Linked DNA regions of Hordeum vulgare: region 2 is linked to region 1. Evidence: chromatin contacts called from public Hi-C data. All regions are on one chromosome and are shown on one strand. The core of a region is the stretch at or near the end of the contact, and the rest is flanking DNA. Distances in the headings are between cores, read along the strand shown.

Evidence for each region. A called contact is a pair of places that touch in the nucleus more often than the background predicts.
Region 2: a Hi-C map of leaf shows a contact between it and region 1, with 3 times the contacts expected there. The contact joins the promoter of LOC123452871 here to the enhancer-like site in region 1. A contact is called at or near these places in 4 of 6 Hi-C or Micro-C datasets (leaf and seedling) and 1 of 1 datasets of contacts at active chromatin or transcription factors (embryo).

The regions. Positions count from the first base shown.
Region 1 is chr5H:554,129,717-554,136,145 of MorexV3_pseudomolecules_assembly, forward strand. It overlaps the pseudogene LOC123399043. Among protein-coding and RNA genes, the nearest start is that of LOC123452869, 6.9 kb to the left of the region's middle. Within about 2 kb of position 2,410, at least 2 of the 3 cell types and tissues checked have open chromatin away from gene starts, as enhancers often do. A contact at or near this core is called in leaf, where this site is marked.
Region 2 is chr5H:554,191,585-554,198,013 of MorexV3_pseudomolecules_assembly, forward strand. It overlaps LOC123452871, which reads left to right and starts at 2,881. Exons shown (of 7, transcript XM_045129597.1): 1 at 2,881-3,308; 2 at 3,902-3,988; 3 at 4,085-4,345; 4 at 4,476-4,640; 5 at 4,849-4,902; 6 at 5,010-5,156; 7 at 5,721-6,415. The coding sequence starts at 3,174. The coding sequence ends at 6,098.

The DNA.
Region 1 (6,429 bases), core at 1,160-3,659:
TGAGACCCAAAATGCCACCCCTAGGCACTGATTGTTCAATTGAAAGAGGGGATAGAGAAATTAACATGCTTGTACATGGGTGGTACTATTGCCTGGCAACACATTTTTCTTAAGGCGTAAAGGTGAATTGAACAATGTTTGCCCTGTATTTGTTTTTCTAAACGTAAAGGTAACATGATCCCGTTCAGACAATTATATTGCACTGTTATTTTCCTTGGCCTTCAGTATGTCTTTGGCAAGCTTGGCGCATATACCTAGTAGACATCAATAACCGATTAAACCGCAACAAAAAACTATACAATTTTTATACATCTGGTTGTAATTTTTGTTACATCTGGTGTTCTATATACTAGATTGATTGATTGCTTATGAATAAACTGGAAGTTTTCTCTCGTGTAGAAAAAACGATCATAAAAACAAAAGGGAAACGTTTATACACAGCGTGTCGGTCGAACTGTTTCGGCCGGACGCACCGCGTTCATCCGATCTGGGCGGATCGCGCGCGTCCCCTCCCCCCGCGCAGGTTGCCGTCGCCCCCTCCCGTGCGAGCAGCTGCGTCGTGTGCTCCCCAGCAGTCGCGTCGCCCTCCCCGCAGGCGCCGCCGTCGTGTGCTTCCCTCACGCAAGTCGCGTCGCCTCCTCGCGCGCGGCGCCGCCGCGCGTGCTTCCCCGCGCATGCCGCTCGCCCCCTCCCCGCGCAGGCGCCGCCGCCGTGTGCTTCCCCTCTGCGCAAGTCGCCGTCGCCCCTCCCCGCCGCCCAGCGCGCGCGCCGTCGCGTGCTGCTCCTCCTCTGCGCATGCCGCCGTCGCCCCCTCCCCCGCAGGCACCGCCGCACGCCCTCGTACCCTTCGCTGGCGCTGCTGCAAAACCGCCATCGCCGGTGCTCGGGCCGAGCCACAGGGGAGATGACATGGCTGCCTCCTGCCATGTACCGATCTGTATGTATGCATGTATTTAAAAAAAGCTACAAACGGTGTGCAAAAAGCTTCAAACGGCATAAAAAAAGCTTCATCCATTGATAAAAGAAGTTACAACCACGTCCATGAGAGTTGCAACCAAACTTCACCGGAGTTTTGTAGGCGGAGTTGCAACCATGATGAAAAAATGTTGCAACCATTATACAAATTTGATACATCAGTCATTCTTTTTTGTTGCAACCGTATTTTTTTTTTGCTACAATCGTTGACATGGGAAAATGTAGAATAATACACCTACCGAGACGAAAGCCAAAGGCGAGTTTCGTAGGTGGACGTATCGAACTAAAATAAGATCTAAGATTGACATCTTGATACAATGATTTACCACCTCACTCTTGAACTTGTGCATGTCTGCTTCGTCTTTCTTGATCGGTTCCTCGTGTTGCATACAATGAAGTGGTGTCATGTAACGCTGGGCATAATCTCTGAAAACTCCTGACTGGTTCGGTGTGGTTTTGTTTATTCAACACCAATAGCCTTCCTTTATCGTAGACCTCGCTTCTTTTCATTAATGACATCTGGTCCGGTCTCCAGTTCTCCTTACTGGGGATGCCTGCTCTTAAAACGCTGATTGCCCCTAGCTACCTCGGCTCATAATATTCCCGCTACGGACCGATCGTACCACAGACAGTATCTCCTTTGTTTCCCCCACCATGTTATTTCAATAGGCACAACATCACATTCGAGAAAGATGCGCAACTCAAAACGGAAGCAGGAAGCGTGTTGTCAAAAATGTCGGAGGTTACCAGATCTCTGAGACTACCATCGATCCGACAGAGCGGAACGACCAGAAAAAGAAGTGGAGTTAGAAAGCCGTATGATAGGTGGTAACTATCTGGCGAGTTGCAACCATGATGAAAAATGCTGCAATCATTATACAAATTTGCTACATCAGTCATTTTTTGTTGTTGCAACCGTATTATGTTTTTGCTACAACCGTTGACATGGACGAGTTGCAACCATGATGGAAAATGCTGCAACCATTATACAATTTTGCTACATTTGTCGTTCTGTTTTGTTGCAACCGTATTGTTTTTTACAAGGGGTTGCAACCATGAGCGCACGCTGCTACATCCATGGAGGTTAAAAACGCACAGGAGGCGACATAGGTGAGAGCGGCGAGGGCGGCGACCGACGGTGAAGGGCGGTCAGCGGTGAGGAGGTGAGGTGAGGCGGTCGGCGCGTGCTGGGGGCGTTGGCGCGTGCTGGGGGCCTCCCGTTGAAGAGAGGAGGGATGAGGACGACGGGATCCGACGGCTTGGAGGGAGGGGGAGGGGCAAACCTGACGGCTGTAGGTCGACCGGCCTAATAGTCGGGCCGGCGCGCCGGTGCTTCCCTAAACAAAATGTCGGCTATAACCCATCCTAGTCCATGCAATCCACCTCCAGGCTGCAGTGCAGCGAGTGTGGCTGGCGTCGCCTGGACGTCTCCTTTTGCTTTCCCTCCCGCCTTCCAAGGAAGCAAACCGCGAGCAGGGGGGAAACGGCAACGGGAAAGGGGAAACCCCCCACCGCGTGCGATCCCAAACCCAAATCCTTACTGCTATGCTATATCATTATCACCCCGCCGGCCCTCCCTCCCTCCCCCTAGTACTCCTCCATTGTCTGCCTGTCGCCGGATCTCTCACTTGTCCTCGACTCGAGCTGCTCCTCCTTTGCCAGCCAGCGGAGAAGCCGCCGTAAGCCAGCCAGCTCTTGCCCCGGCTGCTCGGCCAGAACCAGAAGGCGGCGGAGATGGGGTGGCCGAGGCGTGCCCTGGCAGTATGGGCGGCGGCCGCGATGGTGGCCATGCTTGCCGCCGCGGTAGGGGAATCCGATGCGGGCGAGCTGGACCTGGACCGCGCGTAAGTCTTCCATTCGAGATTATACACCTGTTTTGCTTTTCTTTCTGTGCCATCCTGTTGTGAGCACTGCTCTGCTTGCATGGAAAAGAAGTTATCATTAGCGTTACAACTCAAAGACGTACGTAGCATGTGCTAGAGAGAAATGATTATTTTTAGCTTGAACCACAAGCCTATTTCATCATGAAAACTTACGGAGATGTAGTGTACTGTACGTACATCCCTAGGTTCATGTGTAACTGTTTTCAGAACTCTTTTAATCTTCAAAACATGAAGCGATTTCAGAAAAGAGACCCTGTACAACAATCATTGTGGCTACCAGATTTTTTTATCGATGGCAGTTATGATGCAGGTTCCCGATTGTGGAGCCGGATTATGGCCACACTAAGCTCCGTCTTTCGAAACAAGGCCTGGAGGCGATTCAAAGGATCAACACCCCGATAGCAGCTGTTTCTGTATGTCACGAAATTACTAATCTCTGCTTCTCGTTATTACAGTGTTGGTTCCTCTTTCATTTTCCAAATCAACGACACGGCGATGCGGCCTTCGCATGTTTGTCTCTGGCTGCACACACTGATCAGTTCTTTCTATGTGTCTGTCTGTGCCTGTCAAATCAGGTCATTGGTCCATACCGATCTGGAAAATCTTTCCTTCTCAACCAGCTTCTCTCCTTATCATGTGATAAAGGTATGATGACAAGCTTTTCGTGTCTTATATCTCTCGCTTCACAATTCATGTTAATGGTTGCTTTGGCCAGGAGAATGATAAATTTGCTGTGCAGGTTTCGGGGTTGGACACATGCGAGATACCAAAACTAAAGGTAAGATGTGCCATCAGTTTTATGTTCTTGTGAATGCCGCACACATATGCTGATCGATCTGAGATATCAACACACTTTGAAGGTATATGGATCTGGGGGTACTCCCGTCGAGGTCGATGTTGATGGCTCCAAGGTGTCTGTCCTTTACTTGGATACTGAAGGATTTGAGAGCATTGGAAAATCCAATGTATATGATGATAGGTTTGTTGCTGTTGCCTACAAAATAAACTCTGTGGTAATTACACATTACAAATTTTTGGCTCTAATGTAAAATACGCCGTCGGACGTTTTGTTTTCATGTTAGGATATTCGCTCTGGCAGCTGTCCTGAGTTCTCTTCTTGTCTACAATCTCCCTGAGACGGTGTGTTTCTAACACCCTCACGTCTACTCGTATTTTAAGCTGTTAATTAATTTAGCGATTTGATATATAGCCGTCAATTTTACATACTTGGTAGATTCGTGAAGCAGACATATCCAGACTCTCATTCGCTGTCGAACTTGCTGAAGAATTCTATGGAAGGTTTGGTTGCTGCCATTTCTGATTGGACCTTTTTTATTTTAACAAGCATATTCCTAGTGTGTTCTAACAAGTTTCTGTTTTCCTATATGGCTTGTGCAAAACAAGAGTGAAGGTAATACTTTATTAACTTGACTCTCGGAGTTTTGAATATTGAACACTATATGTAAGTCGTGTTTCCTGTTTCTGCAGGGCCAAGATGTTGCTTTTGAGCCAGCAAAACTTCTGTGGCTGATACAGAGGGATTTTCTTGGTAAGTTGTTTGTGTATTAACTAGGTGATTTTGTATCACGGGTATTTACTTTCGGCCGTACTGATAGTTAGATGCATGAATTGTCATTGGAGATATATATATATATATATATATATATAGTGTATCACAGATCAGATCATCAGAATTCTAATTGATTGGCTAACTACTTGGTTCCCCTGAATCCTGATCTCACTGAAACTGTTGAATTCTTTCTGAAGATTTGAACATCTCTGAATTGAAGGCTTCACTTCGGGATATGATTGACTTCCCCTGTTGTCGATAGATAAATGTAACAAAATCTCTAAGTTCCTATTTCTTTTATTTTCTGTGCAAAAGAGTTTACATACAATAGTCCCTTCTGCAGACCAGTAGACCATACGGTATTGCCTGAATGGTTCAAACATGTTTCTATCTCATCTTTTTATCTGATTAAGTAGTTAGCATGGGTTTTAGACTTGCAGCACTAAATATATACTTTTTTTCACACAAGTCACTGTTGAGTTATGCCTAGTATTTGCTGTTCACCGTTTGTTGGTGATGTTTTCTCCTGAGGATAATTCACTGTTTGGTTGAACTTTTTTTTGACTGTTAATTTTCATAAAACAGAAGGAAAATCTGTACAACAGATGGTTGATGAAGCTCTCCAACGGGTGCCCAACATCAATGGTTAGTTCAGGTTATATTGCTGCCTACGTACTTTATTAGTTTGAGATTCTTTTGCTATTGAAGTACCTCTTTTTGCAGTTGTTGGATCTCGAAATATCTTTTGGGCAGTTGAATTAACCTTCTTTTAATGTCTTATTACAGGAGACAAATATATTGATGAGGTACACTTATTTTAAGCTATCTCTAAGTGGAAAAATATGATATGCAAGTTTGTTGACAAAAAAATGGTTTTCATGTTTTTATTAGGTCAACCAAATCAGAGACTCTTTGGCAATTATGGGTGATAACAGTACTGCTTTTAGCTTGCCCCAGGTGTGTGTTACAACAGACTAATTTCATGTTCTACATTACCATTAGCTGCATTGATGGCCGTGAATGATTGAGATCTTGAAAGATTCCGCCTTAATTAACGTCATGCAGTGTGCCTGCCTGAAATTTAAGGATAAAACATGATTTTGGTGATGAAACGGTTGTATGTTAAACATTGTCTTTTTTATCCTTATTCATAAATGTGGTAACGATTAACTTGACTTTAGTGTTGTTACCTATAACTCAATCTATGTTCATTCCAATGATTCTATGCTAGATTCTCTTTTGTCTCTATAACTGATTGGGAAGTTGAGATGATGAAAATTTTCTTTTCCAGCCTCATCTCCAAAGAACCAAGTTATGTGATCTGGAGGACCAGGAACTTGAACCGTTGTATGTACAAAGGAGGGATGAATTGAAGCAATTAGTTGCATCCATGATAAAACCAAAAATTGTGCAGGGTAGAACTTTAAATGGAAAGGAGTTTGTATCCTTCTTAGGGCAGGTAATGCTCGCTGGTGCTCATTTTTTTCATGTATCTTTAGTCTTAATATTTTCTTGAAAAATATGATCTGACATTGTATGATTTTGTTTAGATACTTGAAGCTTTGAATAAAGGCGAAATTCCATCGACAGGGTCACTTGTTGAAGTTTTCAATAAGGGCATTCTTGAACGTTGCTTGAAGGTGTATACTGAAAGAATGGAAGTAGTGGGTCTACCAGTATCAGTTGACAAACTTCACCTGGTTCATGGGTTGGCAGAAGATGAAGCTAGGAAGCTTTTTGCGAAGCAACATTTTGGTAAACATTATGCTGCTCAGTCCTTCCTCAATCTTGATGAAGAAATAAAAAAGGTTCTGTTTACAGCACTTAATTTTATGCAGTTCAAATTATATACGCCCCATTTTTGGTCAATTAAATATATGGTAATATCTATATTTTCAGTTAATAAAATTATGGTATAAATCTGGATCTCACTTTGGTGCTATGTATTCACAATATTTTCAGATTTAAAATTGTGCCACTTACATCTCGTGCAGCATGGAA
Region 2 (6,429 bases), core at 1,631-4,130, 62 kb after region 1:
AGGATCTTTGTTATGGAGAGGATGTATTCCCTCCGTTCCTAAATACTCCATTTGTATTAGAATATATGTCGCTGGAGTAGCTGAGTTTAGCTACTCCAGCGACATATATTCTGGTACGGAGGGAGTATAAGTCTTTTAAGCGATTTTACTAAGGGTCTACATACGAAGCAAAATGAGTGAATCTATACTCTAAAGTATGTCTATATACATCCGTACGTAGTCCACTAGTGAAATCTCTACAAGACTTATATTTAAGAACGGAAGGAGTAGTTCTTTCCACACGACAGAGATGATACGATTGAAGTTCAGGAGGCATGGAATTATGTAGGACGGAATACTTCCTTATTCCAAGTTTGTTTTCGAAAATTGCTTTTGAAGCTAGGCCTTCGCATTCAAGTTTAATCAAACTTCATAATTTTCTATGTCTAATAGGATTCTGAAAAGATTACAGATATGCATGAAGGCGTAACGCACATGCGTGTCAATTTTGAGGGGGAAAATACATTGAAATGAGGGTTTTGCAAAAGAAAAGAAGGAACTTTTTAACACATGTTACTATTCATGCTTTCAGACCATGAATTTATTTTTTTATATGAAGCGCATCTTAAGGTATGTCATCCTAAAATTTACACACATACACATACCATCCTTATTTAGCCGCACAATTTTTTTTCCACTTGAATTTCTCAAATATTTTGAGCTCCAATGAGCTCGGTCACTAAAACAGCGTCTTCATTTATTTTCTTATATATAGGTGTATATAAAAAATTCATACACTATCCGTTCACAAATATAAATTATCCTGTAGTGAACCTGAATCTACCCAACATCGATTTTTTGATTGCATAGTTGCTAAAGAGACTTGGTCTATTATTACTGAGGTCTTTGGTATTTATATACCTGATTCTTTTCTATCTTTATTAATTTTCTTAACCAAAAAAGAGTGGGAGGTTCTTAATATTGATGCATCTCATGCCTTGTGAAGCTTATGTGTATTGCACAATGATTTTGTTTTCCAAGGGCGAAAATGACAAAGTATACGGTGTGGGATCAAGGCAATGGAAAATTACTTTGTGGACACGCTCACAATGTTCTTCTTCTCCGGTGTTTAAGACTGTTGATTCACCGATGAGAAGAGTTGCTTATGATTGCCAACGTGCTTGATGCATGCAGGGAGTTCATCTTGCGTTTTGTGCTCTTCAATTACTTGTTGTGTCAAGCGATCTTCGCTGTCTTAAAATGTAATACTGGCCACTTTATGTTAAACCCTTCCTTTAGTCGGTGGCGGCAATTATTGTTTCGTCGCCAAAAGATGTTAACCATTTGAATTTGGTTTTATCTTTCTTGGCTTAAGAAAGTTAGGGCTGAAGGAAAATCCCGTTCGTTTGGAAAAAATTGTATACGTACACATTTTAGTATATTTGTTCAATCATTTCGTAGTCCATAATAAAATATGTAAGTCATCTTATATTTATGAAACTGACGGAGTATAGTATCAGCTCGGCAAGAAAACCGAAAACAACAATAGAATGTTGTAGTCTTTGTGATACAATGTCATCTTAAGTCTCTATCAGTCGTCAAGTCAACATTTTTTTGCCGTCAATAAGTCAACATGTTGACTGAACTTATTTTACTACTCATGACATATGTGCTTTACCTCGATCTTTTTCCACTTGGCGTGGTCACCTTTTACATCTTCCTTGATAAATTGTTAAGTTCAATAACCGGTAAAATTTTCAAAATTCTTAGTAAATTCTAGAGGTTCACTTAGCCCATTCGTGTAAGGCAAGAGGTGAAACTAAAGTTTAGTCTCACATTACTAGTTTGTTAGGAGTTGGACCTCTTATAAAAAAGAATGTTTCCTCACATGTATGAAACAAGAGAGACGTACACGTGTGCTCCTTCTCCTTCGCCGTTCGTCTCGTCACGAAGCGCTTGCACGCACGACTGGTATACGAAAGGTCGATTGGGAAGTGAAAAGTTTTGCGGTAGTGGACATTAAATACGAACGCTGCACCCTTCGACTGCTGCTTTTCACCTGCCTCTCTTGTGCGAAACCTCGCCTTTTTGAGTCATGTATGGGAGAAGGGTGATAAGGTTTTTGGGAAACGCTTTGCGCGGCTACTGTCTTCTTTATCACGGCCACCACAGACGTCGAGGACCACTTCCTGGACGACGACTTCTTTCCCGACGTCAGCAACCTCTTCAATAATATGGCCGGTGACGATTGCAACGTCAATCCCACTGCTGCCGCTGCTGCAACTCAGTAAGTGTTTGTTTTCTTCTTGTTTGAGTTCTGCCGCAATTTCTTGTTCTAGCTTGTGTTCTAGATATGTTTTGTTCATACTCATCACTTCAGATGCTACGTGCATACTCTCTGTATTATCGCATGACTTGTCTTATAACTACTATGATAGTCGCGATTTCTTTACTATTTCTGTTAGTAAAATTACATGGTAAATCGTTCATACTTCCGACATATTTCAACCTTTGTGTTCTAGTCTTGGACATTTGCTAAGCGTATGAGTAAGTACAACATGTTGCACCCATTACAAAGCAGATGCCGCACCCATCGCCAGAAATGCAGGCTACCGCTCATCAACACAACCGTTTCTTGTTTTCAAAAATTTACTCATCCAGGGCGGCCCACATTCCAGCGGGGGGCTGGCTCGTTCTGACGTCCGCACGGCCCGGAGTCCCGGAGCAATTTACGAATTCGCGCACCGCAGGGGCATTTCCGTCCATGTACGATAGAAAAAGCTACGCCCGGAAAACGGCAAAAGCCGCAGCGTGCGAGACTGAGCCGAGCGGCAGGCAGCCAAGACACACAACGCAACGCAACGCGGCCGGGTCCTCTCGCTCGCTCCACTTCCACTGCCCACTTGTAAACAAACCTCAGTCCCCTAGCCGCACTAGCGCCAGCGTCCCGAGTCCCCAAGCCCAGACGGCGAGCCGCCCCAGGAGCGGAGGAGAGCGTGCCACCCCCCTCCCCCTCCCCGCATTGTTTCAAAATCCGCAGGCCGGTCCCCGCAGGCGGCGCGGCGGTAGGTCGCCGGCGGCGAGGGGTGTCTCTGGTGCAGAAGGGCGCCTGTTCGTTCTTCAAGTTGTAGCCGGAGCAAGGTGCTGGGCGACAGAAGGGCTGGGGCGGAGGAGTGAGTGAGCGAGGGGGAGCCATGTCCGCTGCGCGCGTCGTCGCATGCCTGCTGGCGGCGGTGATGTGCCTCTCCTGCGAGGCGGCGAGGTCGCCGGAGGCCAGGATGCACCGCCACCTCAAGCGCCTCAACAAGCCGGCCGTCAAGAGCATCGAGGTACGTGCGCCCGCCGAGCCAGCTAGATTAGATTCTTTCTGACCCGACCCGCTGTTATTCTTCCCCCAAGATTTGAATGGGGATTTCTTATTTTTTTCCCTTCCTTCCTTCCTTCCTTCCTGGTCAAAGCTGGCAAGTATCCGTTTCAATCTGCATTTTTGGGGGAGATTTGGGCGAGATTGATGCAACGGGCGCAGTTCTTGGCCGCTCAAAGTCGCCACGCCCTGATTCAAAAGGGCGGCCTTTCCGGGGGGCTTGTTTTTCTTTCCCCGGCGGCCTGTTCTTGGGGCCGATTCGCTTTCTCCCTTTACGAATTTTGCAAAAAGGCCAAGCAAAAATTTCAAGAAAAAGATGCCCGCTACTTTGTGAAGAAGAGTTTCTTTCTTGCTTAACTGTAAAATCTGAAGCTTCATCGGTGGATGCCAGCCAAAGCAGCGGTACTAGTGTCCTTTTGAACTTCAGTCAATCAATGGATGCCAACCGAAGTAGAGCAGCGGTGTCCTTTTGCAATGGATTTCTTCGTCGATTCTTGCTCAAAACTCGAGTCAGCGGACGCTTGCTAACTGTTGTTTGTTTGCAATTCAATCGAGCAGAGCCCTGACGGGGACATCATAGACTGCGTGCACATCTCGCACCAGCCGGCCTTCGACCACCCTTTCCTCAAGAACCACACCATCCAGGTACCAATATTAAGTTTGATTTCAGATGCATCAGCAGCAGGACATGCCGCTGTTTTTGCTGGATTCATTCCTGAGAATTTTTTTTTGTCCTTGCAGATGAGGCCGAGCTATCACCCGGAGGGCCTGTACGACGAGTCCAAGGCCAATGTGGCCTCCTCCGGCGACGGCGAGAGGCCGATGGTTCAGCTGTGGCACCGGAACGGCAGGTGCGCGCCGGGCACCGTCCCGGTCCGGAGGACCAAGAAGGACGACCTGATGCGCGCGAGCTCGATGCGGCGCTACGGCAGGAAGCACAAGCCCACGGTGGCGAACCCGATGTCGGTCGATCTCGCCATGCTCAACGAGGGCGGCCATCAAGTAAGTGCACGCATTGCATCCATTTCCATCTCACTCTTCAGTGTTTTGAGTGGCAGCAAGGAAGAAGAAATGCCACTGACCAGTGCTGTGTATGTATGTGTATGAACTCTGCCTGCTGTGAATTTTGCAGCACGCGATATCGTACGTTCAGGGCGAGAAGTACTACGGCGCCAAGGCGACGATCAACGTTTGGGAGCCCAAGATCGAGCAGCCCAACGAGTTCAGCCTGTCCCAGCTGTGGATCTTGGGGGGCTCCTTCGGCGAGGACCTCAACAGCATCGAGGCTGGCTGGCAGGTACCACACTGATAAGATCACCCAACCACATACAGCTCCTCCATGATCTTCATCACCTCGTAGTCGTAGCCCATGTCTGTCTAGTTAATGCCACACCGTCGCTGCGGTTGATTGATGGATAGCTCTGTTCCTCCCGTTTCTTGCTACCTCTGTTTGTGTCACGGGCCCTGAACTTTTCTCTTCTCCTTTTTGTTGGTTGATTAATCAGGTTAGCCCTGACCTCTATGGGGACAACAACACAAGACTGTTCACATACTGGACTGTAAGTTTTTGTCCCTTGACATAATCCTGTCAAAATTCAAGCCTGTAATTCTTTGTGAGATGTGCTTGTGCTGATGATCTTAACCATCCATGTTCTGTTTCCTGTAGAGTGATGCGTACCAGGCAACAGGGTGCTACAACATACTCTGCTCAGGGTTCGTCCAGATCAACAACGAGGTCGCCATGGGGGCCAGCATCTTCCCCATCTCGGGATACTCCGGCTCGCAGTACGACATCAGCATACTCATCTGGAAGGTGAGTGGGCATGCAGTTCATCTGGTACTGTTCAAGAATGGGTTATTGTCACAAACATGAATGCAGAACACAGGAATTTCTGCTCACTTGCTGCTGTGCCCTTTACTCCTCTTGCTCCTTGACTGGACTCTGGGGCTCTGAAGATTATTTAGTGCATACTCCTCAGCATGTGGCTATGATACATGTTTTGTCAACAACCTTTTTTAGCCTTGATGATTACTCTAGTTGTGTTTGTCAATAGAAGCCTCATGAAGCATTGCTACTTTTCACCTCAACAAGCGAGTGCCATGCCGAGATAGAAAGACAGTGTTTTTCATTCTATCACGCACGGGTAATGAGTGCATTCCACGGCCTGCTTAGTGCACCATCAGTGAGTGTCGGCATCTTGACGCTAAACGGCTATCCCCGTACTGAAGTCTAGATATATGCCAAAGCTGATGATTTTGTATGCTGTAATGATGCATGTCTTCTAATCGGTTTACACTGGACCGTGATACCGATACAGTAATGCTGCTGCTGCATGTCTTGTTCTAACGATGGTCTTTGTGTGCCGACACAATGTAGGATCCGAAGGAGGGTCACTGGTGGATGCAGTTTGGTAAGGAGTACGTGCTGGGGTACTGGCCGTCGTTCCTCTTCTCGTACCTGGCGGACAGCGCGTCGATGATCGAGTGGGGCGGGGAGGTGGTGAACTCGCAGGCGGAGGGGGTGCACACGTCGACGCAGATGGGCAGCGGGCACTTCCCGGAGGAAGGGTTCGGCAAGTCGAGCTACTTCAAAAACATCCAGGTGGTGGACAGCACCAACAACCTCAAGGCGCCCCATGGGCTGGGCACCTTCACAGAGCAGTCCAACTGCTACGACGTGCAGAACGGCAACAACGGCGACTGGGGCACCTACTTCTACTACGGCGGCCCCGGCCGGAGCGCCAACTGCCAGTGATCAGGAAGACCACCCTCTACCCTAGTGACTGAGTGAGAGCGAGTGTGCACCATTGGAAGTGTAGTGTGGTGCACCATCCATCCATCCATCCATCTGCATTATAAGTCAGTCAGTCTCGTTAGGCCTAGATGATGATGATAGGTGTCATGTGAATGGGTCCTGCCTCCTGATTTTTCTTTTCTTTTCTTCTTCCTGTTTCCCTGTGTCAATCAAGGCTTCTGAAGAGAAGCATGGCATGTGGATGTGGTGGTGCACCAGTTGTGTGATGGCCTACCAAAGGGTCCTTTTTCATACTGTGGTAGTGGTAGATTCATTCACCTGTCTGTCTTTC